Regions from separate parts of the Anas platyrhynchos genome. Here region 2 is linked to region 1. The links are chromatin contacts, called in public Hi-C maps. All regions are on one chromosome and are shown on one strand. Each heading gives the region's core, a stretch centred on a gene start, on an enhancer-like site or on the middle of the called end of the contact. The rest is flanking DNA. Distances are from core to core; before and after follow the strand shown.

Region 1 (4,637 bases), core at 647-3,146:
GCGCGGCGGAGCGGGGGCAGCTCTGACCTGGAGCGGGCAGCTTGCTATCAGCTGGGCGAGAGGAAAACCAAGGTCAGGTTTGTTTGTGGCCAACTGAAAGATGCTCTGCCCCCAGCAATGTTCCTGCTGCCATAATTAAATCTGTCGTCCTACAATTTGCTGCCAGGGGAGGTCTCGGAAGGTCTCCGAGCAGAGGCAGGAGCCGAGCGCTGGTGGAGATGGAGCCATCTGCCCCCACCCGCGTGTGGGCTGCCAGGCCCGGGCCCAGGCGGGCGAAGGGAGGAGGAAAAGCCACGGGGAGCTCCGGGTGGCCACAGCAATTTGTGGGGAAGGGCAGGCTGACGAGGGTTTTTGGAGATTTACAACAGGCAGCGCCATGAAACCAGACAAAAAGCCTGGGTGAGGAGCTCTCCCACAGCACCGGGCGGTGGCTGGAAGGGCTCAGCATCCTTCCCTGCCTGCTGAGTGCTCCCCGAAGGGGGAACAGTCCGACACGCTACCCAAGCACGAGCCCTGATCGTTTCCTGCCCCCTGCCATGCAGCGGGAGCGCAGGGACAGCGTGACACTCGGCCACAAGCCGGGCAGCAGCTGGCGGGTCCCCTCCGCAGCATCCTTCCAACAAAAACCAACCGCGGGCGCGCTGGGGGAAGGTGACACTTACTTAAAAGCCAGCTTGGGCAGAATAAATCTCTCTCTTTTTTTATTTTTTGAGGCCACAGGAGGCACGCAGCCCCCCGTGTGCCCAGCGTTTGCTCCAACTTTCTGGAGCGCGCAGACGCACCTGCCTGTGGAGCCGGGATGCTGAATTCCCACCGCTCCGGCGCCGCTCGCAAGAACTCCCAGCTGCTGCCAAAAGGTATTTTTAGCTGCATTATTTATTTGAACACCTGCCTGAGACTTCAAGGCAGAGTACGGAGCCTGAGCAAAGGAAGGAGGGGAGGCGCGGGGCGAGCTGGACCTTTTCCACTGGAAGATTCGAGAGCGGAGGCGAAGCAAGGCCTGGGCTGCGCCGAGGAAGAGGATGGTGCCTCCAGGATCAGGGCACCAGGCGAATCCCAGCTCCTGGGAATAGCCCGGCACCTGAGCAGGCTGGAAAGGAGCTCCAACCACCCTCAGTGCGGGGCTGCCTTCGGGGAAATCAGGCTGGTTAGGTATCTGAGTGCACAGCACTTTGAGATGCTCTCGCTCGATGCGATATCTGCAGCGGGAGCGCTCAGGTCTTTCCTGGGTAACCCCATCTGGGGAGAACACTCAGTAGGACTGCCCTCGTTTAAAATGCCCTTCCTCTACACCGAAGCGGTGCCACCCCAGAAAAGCATCCCGTTCCCCCTTGCCTCCTCTCTCCTCATTACAAGCCACCTTCCCTGCTGCTGGGGTGGGCACAAGGCACCTGGAACATCAATTTCAGCCAGCCAGCCCCCGAGAAGAGAGGAAACAGTGAGGAAAAAGTGAAGGAGGTGAACTTCTCTCTTTTTCCCCCAAAGACGGAGGTGCCCACGTGTACCCCAGGGCACTGCAGGAGCCCAGGGAGCAATTCACAGGCCAAGCAGCGGGCACACGGGAAGCAACACGACACCTGGAGTTATTTTTGTGTGCCTTTCTTGCCACCCCATTCACTGATGCGAACAAAACCTCCCCTTTCGCTGAAATAATCCCCCCTTCTCTCTGAAATCAGCCAGGAAAAAAAAAAAAAGGAGGAAAAAAGAAAAGCAGCATCTAAAAATAAAGGCCAGGCCAGAGTATGTGCCTCTTGGTTGGGCTCCTGTGCTCACAGATCTGCTTATTTTGGCCTATCTCTCCCCAGCGATAAGGCAGCTAACAGCCCGTTATCAGCCAGTCAGTGAAAATGTGCTCCAGCCTGATTAGGGCTCAGTCTTTGCCAAGGTTATAAACAGCCGTTATCGTTCTCCCAAACAGAATAATCCGGACAGTATCAGCTCAGAAACATATGGGCCACACAGCGAAGATAGCCGCTGACGGACACTTCATTTTAATTGTAACGAGTGGTTAGCAGCAGCCTCCAGACAACAGGCACAACTGCCCAATTGGCAGTGGGTTCGCCTCTTCTCCTGCAGCCCCCCTCCCTCCTGCTGGCCGCACGTTTCCTCCTCTCCCCCGTTTCCCTTTTCTCTCCGGATCTGGCTGAGGTCGGGGTCCCGCTGGGGGTCACCACGGTGCCAAGAGGGTACGTGGGGAGCTGCGTGCCCCTTCCCGAGGCTTTGCAGCCCCCCCGGCGAGCACGGATGCCACCGAGCAGGACGGGAGCGGGCACGCAGCACCCAGCTTATCTCCGGGGGTGGAAAATGGGCACAGGGCAGCGGTGGCACGAGTGTGGCCACGTCACGCCTGACGTCCGCGTAGGATGTAGGCTGGGGCACGGGGAGGCACCCACACCGAGCCCTGGGTGCCAGAGCTGGGACTGTCTGCAGCTCAGCCACCCCTTCTGCTCGCTCCCCTCTTCTCCATCAGCCTTGGCAGCAGCCAAGAGCACTGGGAGAGCTTCATCCTTGACCCAGAAGACAAAACCATGCGATGGCAGCTCGGTGCACAACGGTTTGTGCCCCACAGGCCAGGAGAACAGGGACATCGGGGCACAGGGGTGCCTCCTCCCCAGTCCCTGACTGCAAACGGTGTGGGGTAGGCACCCGACACGGCCACAGGAGATCCCAGTGGATCACGCACGGCCACAGGAGCACTGGTGCTGCCCGTGGACTCTCCCACCGGTCCCCCCTGCACACCACATGCCGGGGTGCCCCGTGGTCCCCATCCCTGTCCCCATCAAGCCACCGCCTCGCTCCTGGCCCGAGTGCCAGTTCGGCAGCAGGCAGGGTGCGGGAGGAGGGGCGCCAAGCCCTCATTTCACATTCTCCCAGTGTCCTTTCTGTGTCATACTTCTTTTTTTTTTTTTTCCTTTCCCCTTTCCTCCCTCCCTCTTCCCAAAAGGGGTGGTTTAGCTCAGAGAGCCTTAAACACATTTGCATTCCCAAGACAAGCTTAGGCATAAATTCATCTCAGTGCAGGGGTCTTTTTTTTTATTATTATTATATTTTTTTTCCCTCCCTACGCTCCTGATTTTCATCCCTTCTCCTTTTCTCTCCAAACCCAAAATGAATTCAGCCAGAACCCTTGCAATCCCGGCGCCGTGGCGCTGCGCAGTGCAGGATTACAAGGGATCCGAGGGCTTTCCTTTTCTCTCGCCTCGCTGCACGCCGTGCTCCTGATGCTGCTGTCAGTAACAATGCGCGGGGATCAGGCTCTTAGCCCCATTAGCTGCACTAACCTTCCTCCCCAGCCAGCCCCAGCTGGGAGAAATCACCCCTGATTCCTCGCAGGGGGGAAAGCAGGGAAAAAGAGGGAAACCCCCCGAACCTGACGGCAAAATGTCAGCACGGGGAGGCGAGTTAAAAAACCTCGGGAAGACCCAGGACCAAGGCTCCAGTCACAGACGCCTTCCCACATCATCTGTATTCCGATCTCGGTGCCAGCGGAGCTGTGCTCGGAATACCCAAGGTCTCATAAAAGATTCAGGCCTTATTGACTTCCTTGCATTCGCCGCCGTTTCACGGGGCTCCTGCTTACTCCTTTTTGGCCCCTGAAGGATCCTTTTCGAGTTGCCATCGCGGGTGCCCAAGCCGAAGAAGCGCCCTTGCTCGGCGGCGCGGGCCTGGCACATTCGGAGTGGTGGAGGAAAGCTCTCCTCCCGCTTGGGGGTTCAGCCCCCAGTCCCGAGGAGGTGAAGGGTGTTTATGGGGCTGGCCATATCATGGTGGTGATTCCCACTGCTCCTTGTCCTGCTCTGCTTCCCGGCGAGGAGGTGGCCAGGGGCACGTCGCGCGGGTTCGTGCCGAGCGTCACCGCTCCTCATTCGCATTCCTCCTCCTCCTCCTCAAGGCGCGCGTGCAGATCCCGCAATTACAGGGAGATGATGTCTCCCCAGCTAAAACCCAGCTAAATCTAATAGAAAGCCTAATTAAAAAGGCTAGCGCAGTAACAGGATGTCAGGCAACCAGAGGACGGGGGCGGAAGGCGGTGGCCGGGCCCTGCCGCGAAGGAGGCCCGGCGGCCACTTGGCAAGGCCCTGAGGCCACCCCACGACACACACGGGGTCAGCGTCCCCACAGCCGCTCTGCTGACACTGGCTAACACAGGCAGAAGACACAGATTTGGGGTTTATTTTAATCCCAGTCACATATTGAGGCGGAATCATCCCGAAGCTGGACATCCAGCCTCACAGCAGAGGCCTGCAGGCAGGACGAAGCCTCCGAGGGCTGGCTGTGGGGTGTCACAGCGCCCCGAGCGAATGTGCAGATCAGTCCCCTCACATTTAGTGTTCCTGTTACTCGGCTGCAGCCCTAAGGAACAACAGACAGTGGATCAGGGCATGGCCAGCCCCTCAAATAGCACCCCAACACCGGTTTTAGGCACAAAGGATCAGGGGAATGAGGCTTAAATCCTGTAACTCACACGCTGCAGATCTCCACACGCAAGCCAAACAGAGGTGCCCACCACCACCACACACAACCAGCCACGGTACAACCCTCAGACCCGCACAGGCGTCCCGTTAATTAATCCTATTTCCACGCCACCTAAAAGCCTCACACTGCACCCAGACCCCACCCGGGAAGGCACTGCCTAA
Region 2 (4,637 bases), core at 1,238-3,737, 62 kb after region 1:
GGGTTCGGTCGTATAAAGGGCTGTTCCTATCAGGCGCCAGTTACGGGATTTCTGTTTACCAACCGAAATTACACGCCAAGACGATGTGAACATCTGGCAAACATTCACACTACTTACCCCACCACCCACAACATGTTAAAAAGATTTATCTCTCTGATGAAGCCTCTCAAAGGTATATGCCCTCGCCGAACCACAGCGGCCCCTTATCAGCACACCCAGATGGGTGCAGACATCGGGGTGGACACAAATCACGGCCGTGCGCTGCAGGGGCCCTCTTACAGATAATACTGGCACTTTGCATCTTCCCAAAACTTTAAAAAATAATAATAATAATAAGGAGCGAAACGTCCACGCAAACAGCAGGATGGATGCAGGAAATGCAAAGCCAAACACCACTGATAAATGCTGTGCGTTTGGCAGCGCAGGGAAAAGAAAAAGGAGAAAAAAGAAAAGTACTGCGAGGAAGCAGCTGAAATAGCCAAAACCATATTGCCTTCTCCTCGCTCTGCTCTGGCTGGGGCTTGCTGGTGTGATTAAGCACCCCAAATTACCCTCGCAGGATCACGCACCAGCCCCACAACTTTCAGGAGGGAGACCCCCTCGCTTCCCCGCGTTGGGCCGGGAGGAAAGCGCATTGTGAGCCGCTCTGCCCCTGCACGAGGACTAGAAAAAATCAAAATAAAATTAAAAAAGGACGGCCCAAACGCTCTCGCCAAGCCCAGGAGGCGAGCAGGGGGTTTGGGGGACACTTTTTCCCCCCTGGAAGTTGGCGTGCCGCGGGGCTGTGGGACGGTGCCTGCGTTTTTCCAGGAACAATGTACTCGAGCAATCCTCCCCGGCCACCAGCACGGATGCCAGGGGGAACGGCACCACCACCAGCAGGAGAAATTTCAAGGGTGCCCCCCGGATGATTCTGGGTTGACTTTCTTAGCGTTAGGCTTCGAAAGGCGCTTTGGGGTGGGAGATTTTGAATTGGGAGAATTTTCCCCCCTCCCCTAACTTTTGCTGGGCGCGCTCTGCTCCGAGCCGAGGGCGCTTCGGCTGCTGCGTTTCGCAGCCTTATTTTTTTTTAATAATTACTTCTGCAATTAAAAATAATAATAATTAAAAAATATATAAAAAAGGATCTATGCAACGCTTTCTGAGCACAAAAGCACGGCCTGAAAAACAGCGGGAGGAGGGCCCCAGCGGTGGGACCCGCAGCTCCTGCAGGATCCAGAGGGGATCCGGAGGGGATCCGGAGGGGATCCACTCCTCGCCCGCTCCAGGACGGCTCCTCAAAGCCCCGAAACTGCCCCAAAGTTGCCTAGAGGGGGGGGGCAGCCCTTAGGGCTCCGAACAATGCCCGGAGCCGCCCCCCCCCCCCGGCCCCGATCTCCCCCGGCAGGGCTCGGAGCAGGGCTAAGGGGGGGGGGGCTCCGGGGCTGCCCCCCGGCGGCCAACAAAGGGCGAGCCGGGGGCGCACAAAAGGCGGCGGCAGAGCTGCTGGGCGCCCAAACTTCCCCGGCACCTGCCCCCAAATTATCCCGGCTGTGTGTCCGTGTGTGTGTGTATCCATGTGTCCCCCCCCCGGCGAGCCTCACCTGGCCTGCGCTTCGTCCAAACTCTGGTCGGTGATGGTCATGATCTGCTGTAAGATGTCTCCGATGTCCTGCTTCCTGCCTGCCTCCCCCTCCGCCCCGCCTGGTCCATCCTGCATGTGCTGGGACAGGCCCGGGTGCCCGGGCATCCCCACCCCGCCGTGCGTGTGCATCAGCCGCGGCTGCTCGTCCATCTCCGGCCCCGCCGCCTGGGCTCGGCTCCTCGCTCGCTTTGCTTCTTCTTCTTCTTCTTCTTTTGCTTCGTGTCTTCCCCCCCCACCTCCCTGCACACACTCCTCCTCCTCCTCCTCTTCCTCTTCGCGCTGCTTTTTTTTTTTTTTTATTGTTATTGATCCTTCAGGCTTCCAGCTCGGCGGCGGGGAGGAGAAAAAAAAAAATAGAAAAAAATTTAAAAATTTAAAAAAAAAAAAAAAAGGAGAGAGAGGAGAGGGAAGAAAGGGGGGAAAAAAAATCCCTTCGGCTGCTGGAGGAGGAGGAGGAGGAGGAGGAGGGAGGGAAGGAGGGAGGGAGGGAAGGAGGGGGGGTTCCGGGGAAGGGAGGGGAAACGGCGGCGACTCCAAAAGGGGGCGGCGGGGCAGGAGCCGCTCCGGAGTCACTCCGGATCCCAGCGGGGCGCTGTCAGCGCCGGAGCCAGGCGGGCTCCAAACTTTGCCCCCTTTTTATTTTTATTTTTTTTAATTTTTTTCTTCCCTTCCTCCGGGCCGGGCTCGGGGCTGCGTGGCCGCCGGCAGCGCTGAGGTGGGCGGCAGCGGGGGCTGCCCCCTCCCCGGCCGGGCCTCCGCGCACCGCAGCCCCCCCCGGCCCCGGCCCTCGCCGCCTGCTTTTGTTCGGCTCCGGACTCCTCAAAGTGGCACGGAGGAACCCGAGGAGGAGGAGGAGGAGGGAGAAGGAGGAGGAGGAGGAGGAGGGGAGGAAGGGGCCGCCGCTGCTCCCCGCCCCCCCGGCCCCATTGGCGGCTGCGGAGGGAAGGCCCGGCCCCGCCGCCCGCACCGCCCCCCCGTCAATCTCCGGGTTCAGAGGTGGGCCGGGGGCCGCGCCCCGCCCGCGCCTTAAAGCGCCCACGGCCTTCCTCCTCCTCCTCCTCCTCCTCCTCCTCCTCCTCCTCCTTCTCCTTTCTTCTCCTGGCTTTGCCTGGAGGCGCTCAGCCGGCGGCTGAGATCCTCCCCGGAACGCCACAGCGAACCCACACGGCCCCTGAGGGGGCTCACGGCGCCCCTCACCTCACCTCATCCCCGTGAGGCAGAGCTGTCCCTAAAGCACAGCCACCCCCAAAGCACAGCCACCAGCTTGTCCCCAGCCACAAGGGACCCTCAGGGACACAAAGAACTGGGGTTTGCTGGGGCAGCGGGGCAAGGCCGAGGATATACCCACAGCATCTCCTCGCCTCCTGATCCTCTGCCACAACCTAAAAACATGGAACCAGATGGTCCCACACCTGATTTTGCAGCCCAAACCATACATCCTCAAGGCAAGGGAAGCCAGCAGAGATCCCAAGCCCACAGAGACCATAATTCAGGTCTATTTGTCGTGGTGTCACGGCACACAAGGAGGTGAAGGGCTTCACCAGCCCCTCTCTGCGTTATCCCAGACCCAAGGCTGCCACGTGGCCAGAAATACTTCTGGAGGCACCAGCGGGTGAGCAGGGCCAGCTGAAGCCTGCAAAGTTGTATTAAAAAGATGTAAAAGGGAGTTAGGGTGATCAGAAAAGCTTCCTGCTTGGGAGGTGACTTCATCAGACGCGAGGGCTGCCAAGCTCCAGGTCCCTCGTACCGTAAGGGGACACAGCCCCTGACCTCGGTGCAGGTCGGGGACGGAGCCGTCCAATTGATTGGAAATAAAACAAAAAAACAAGGCAATTGTTTTGCTTCTGCTCTTCCTCGTTAATGAAACACTTTCCAGTGTTTGAAGCAAAACATGACTTTCCATTTTGAAATTTCCTTTCAACCCATTAAAATGTTTTAAAGCGGTTGAAGGCAAAGTGAGATGTTTTGATTTTTGTCGCTATGAAATGTTTCACTCAACACGGGGGTTTTTTTTGATCCTCGACTTGCCAAAATTTTTCAAAAATTTGTTTCCTCACCCAAGACAGATCTATATATTTTTTTTTACTTTTTCAAAAAGGCCAAGAAACGGGAGAAAATATCCAGTATCTCCATGGCTCCACAGGAAATGGAACTTGATCCAAGGAACCAGGAGCCAAGGGACTTCTCTCCAAAGGCCCAAACTTTCAGACACTTAGTCATCTCTTCACTCCCTTGCTCGCACACCAAGTCTAGACGTACGCTGTCTCAAAATTTGGCAGGGACTCTCCCATCCCCAGAGGTCAGCACAGGGTTTGGGTTTGATCTTGAGCAGCCCCAGGGAGTGGAAGCGCAGCAAGAGGTCCACGTGCACGACAAAACGGGGAGCGCTGCGACAGGCCAGGCTGTGGGGACAGACAGCAGCACCCCAGGGGCAGCGGGGCACACGGGGTGGGATGCCGTGGTCTGCTGACCCCACAGACTCTTCTATTGCAAATCCTTCCCCGTTTCCAAAGTCACAGCATGGTCCTGCAGCGTTTTGGGTAGATGCCAGGCAGCGGGAGCCAGAAGACCCTTAGGGCAGCCGTCATGGGTAGGAGATGAGGCTCACATGGGGGCAAGAGGAGTTGTCTGTGGGGTGGGTGAGCCCAAGGCTCACCCCATGGCATCTCACGGGGAGGGGGATGCCGCAGCCCGAGCTGCTCCACAGGAGGCATCCAGCACGGGGCCTTGGAGGAGTAATTGGGAACGGCCAGGACTCTGCCTCTGCCGTCTACCGGAGTCTGTAAAATCCCTCCTGTCAGAAATAACTAATCCTGGGGCCTTTACAACGCCTCTCCCGAAAAGCACATTTCATCCCACTGTCTCCTTCTGCCTTCCAAGTGCCTGAGACTGCAATAGGTATTACCGAAAATATTCCCCCCGGGAGCCGACACTGGACTCCCTTAAAGCCCGAACGCCACCACCCCTCCTTCCCCAAGACACAAGCAAGCGCTGTGCTCTATTATCTCTACAC

What was found. A called contact is a pair of places that touch in the nucleus more often than the background predicts.
Region 2: a Hi-C map of F5 follicle shows a contact between it and region 1, with 1.7 times the contacts expected there. The contact joins the promoter of PBX1 here to the enhancer-like site in region 1.

What each region holds. Positions count from the first base shown.
Region 1 is chr8:17,686,870-17,691,506 of IASCAAS_PekinDuck_T2T, forward strand. All of the region lies in intron 2 of PBX1 (PBX homeobox 1), which reads right to left. Among named protein-coding and RNA genes, the nearest start is that of PBX1, 61 kb to the right of the region's middle. Within about 2 kb of position 1,897, at least 6 of the 8 cell types and tissues checked have an H3K27ac peak or open chromatin away from gene starts, as enhancers often do. A contact at or near this core is called in F5 follicle, where this site is marked.
Region 2 is chr8:17,747,797-17,752,433 of IASCAAS_PekinDuck_T2T, forward strand. PBX1 (PBX homeobox 1) reads right to left here and starts at 2,488. Exons shown (of 9, transcript XM_027463507.3): 1 at 1,584-2,488. The coding sequence starts at 1,774.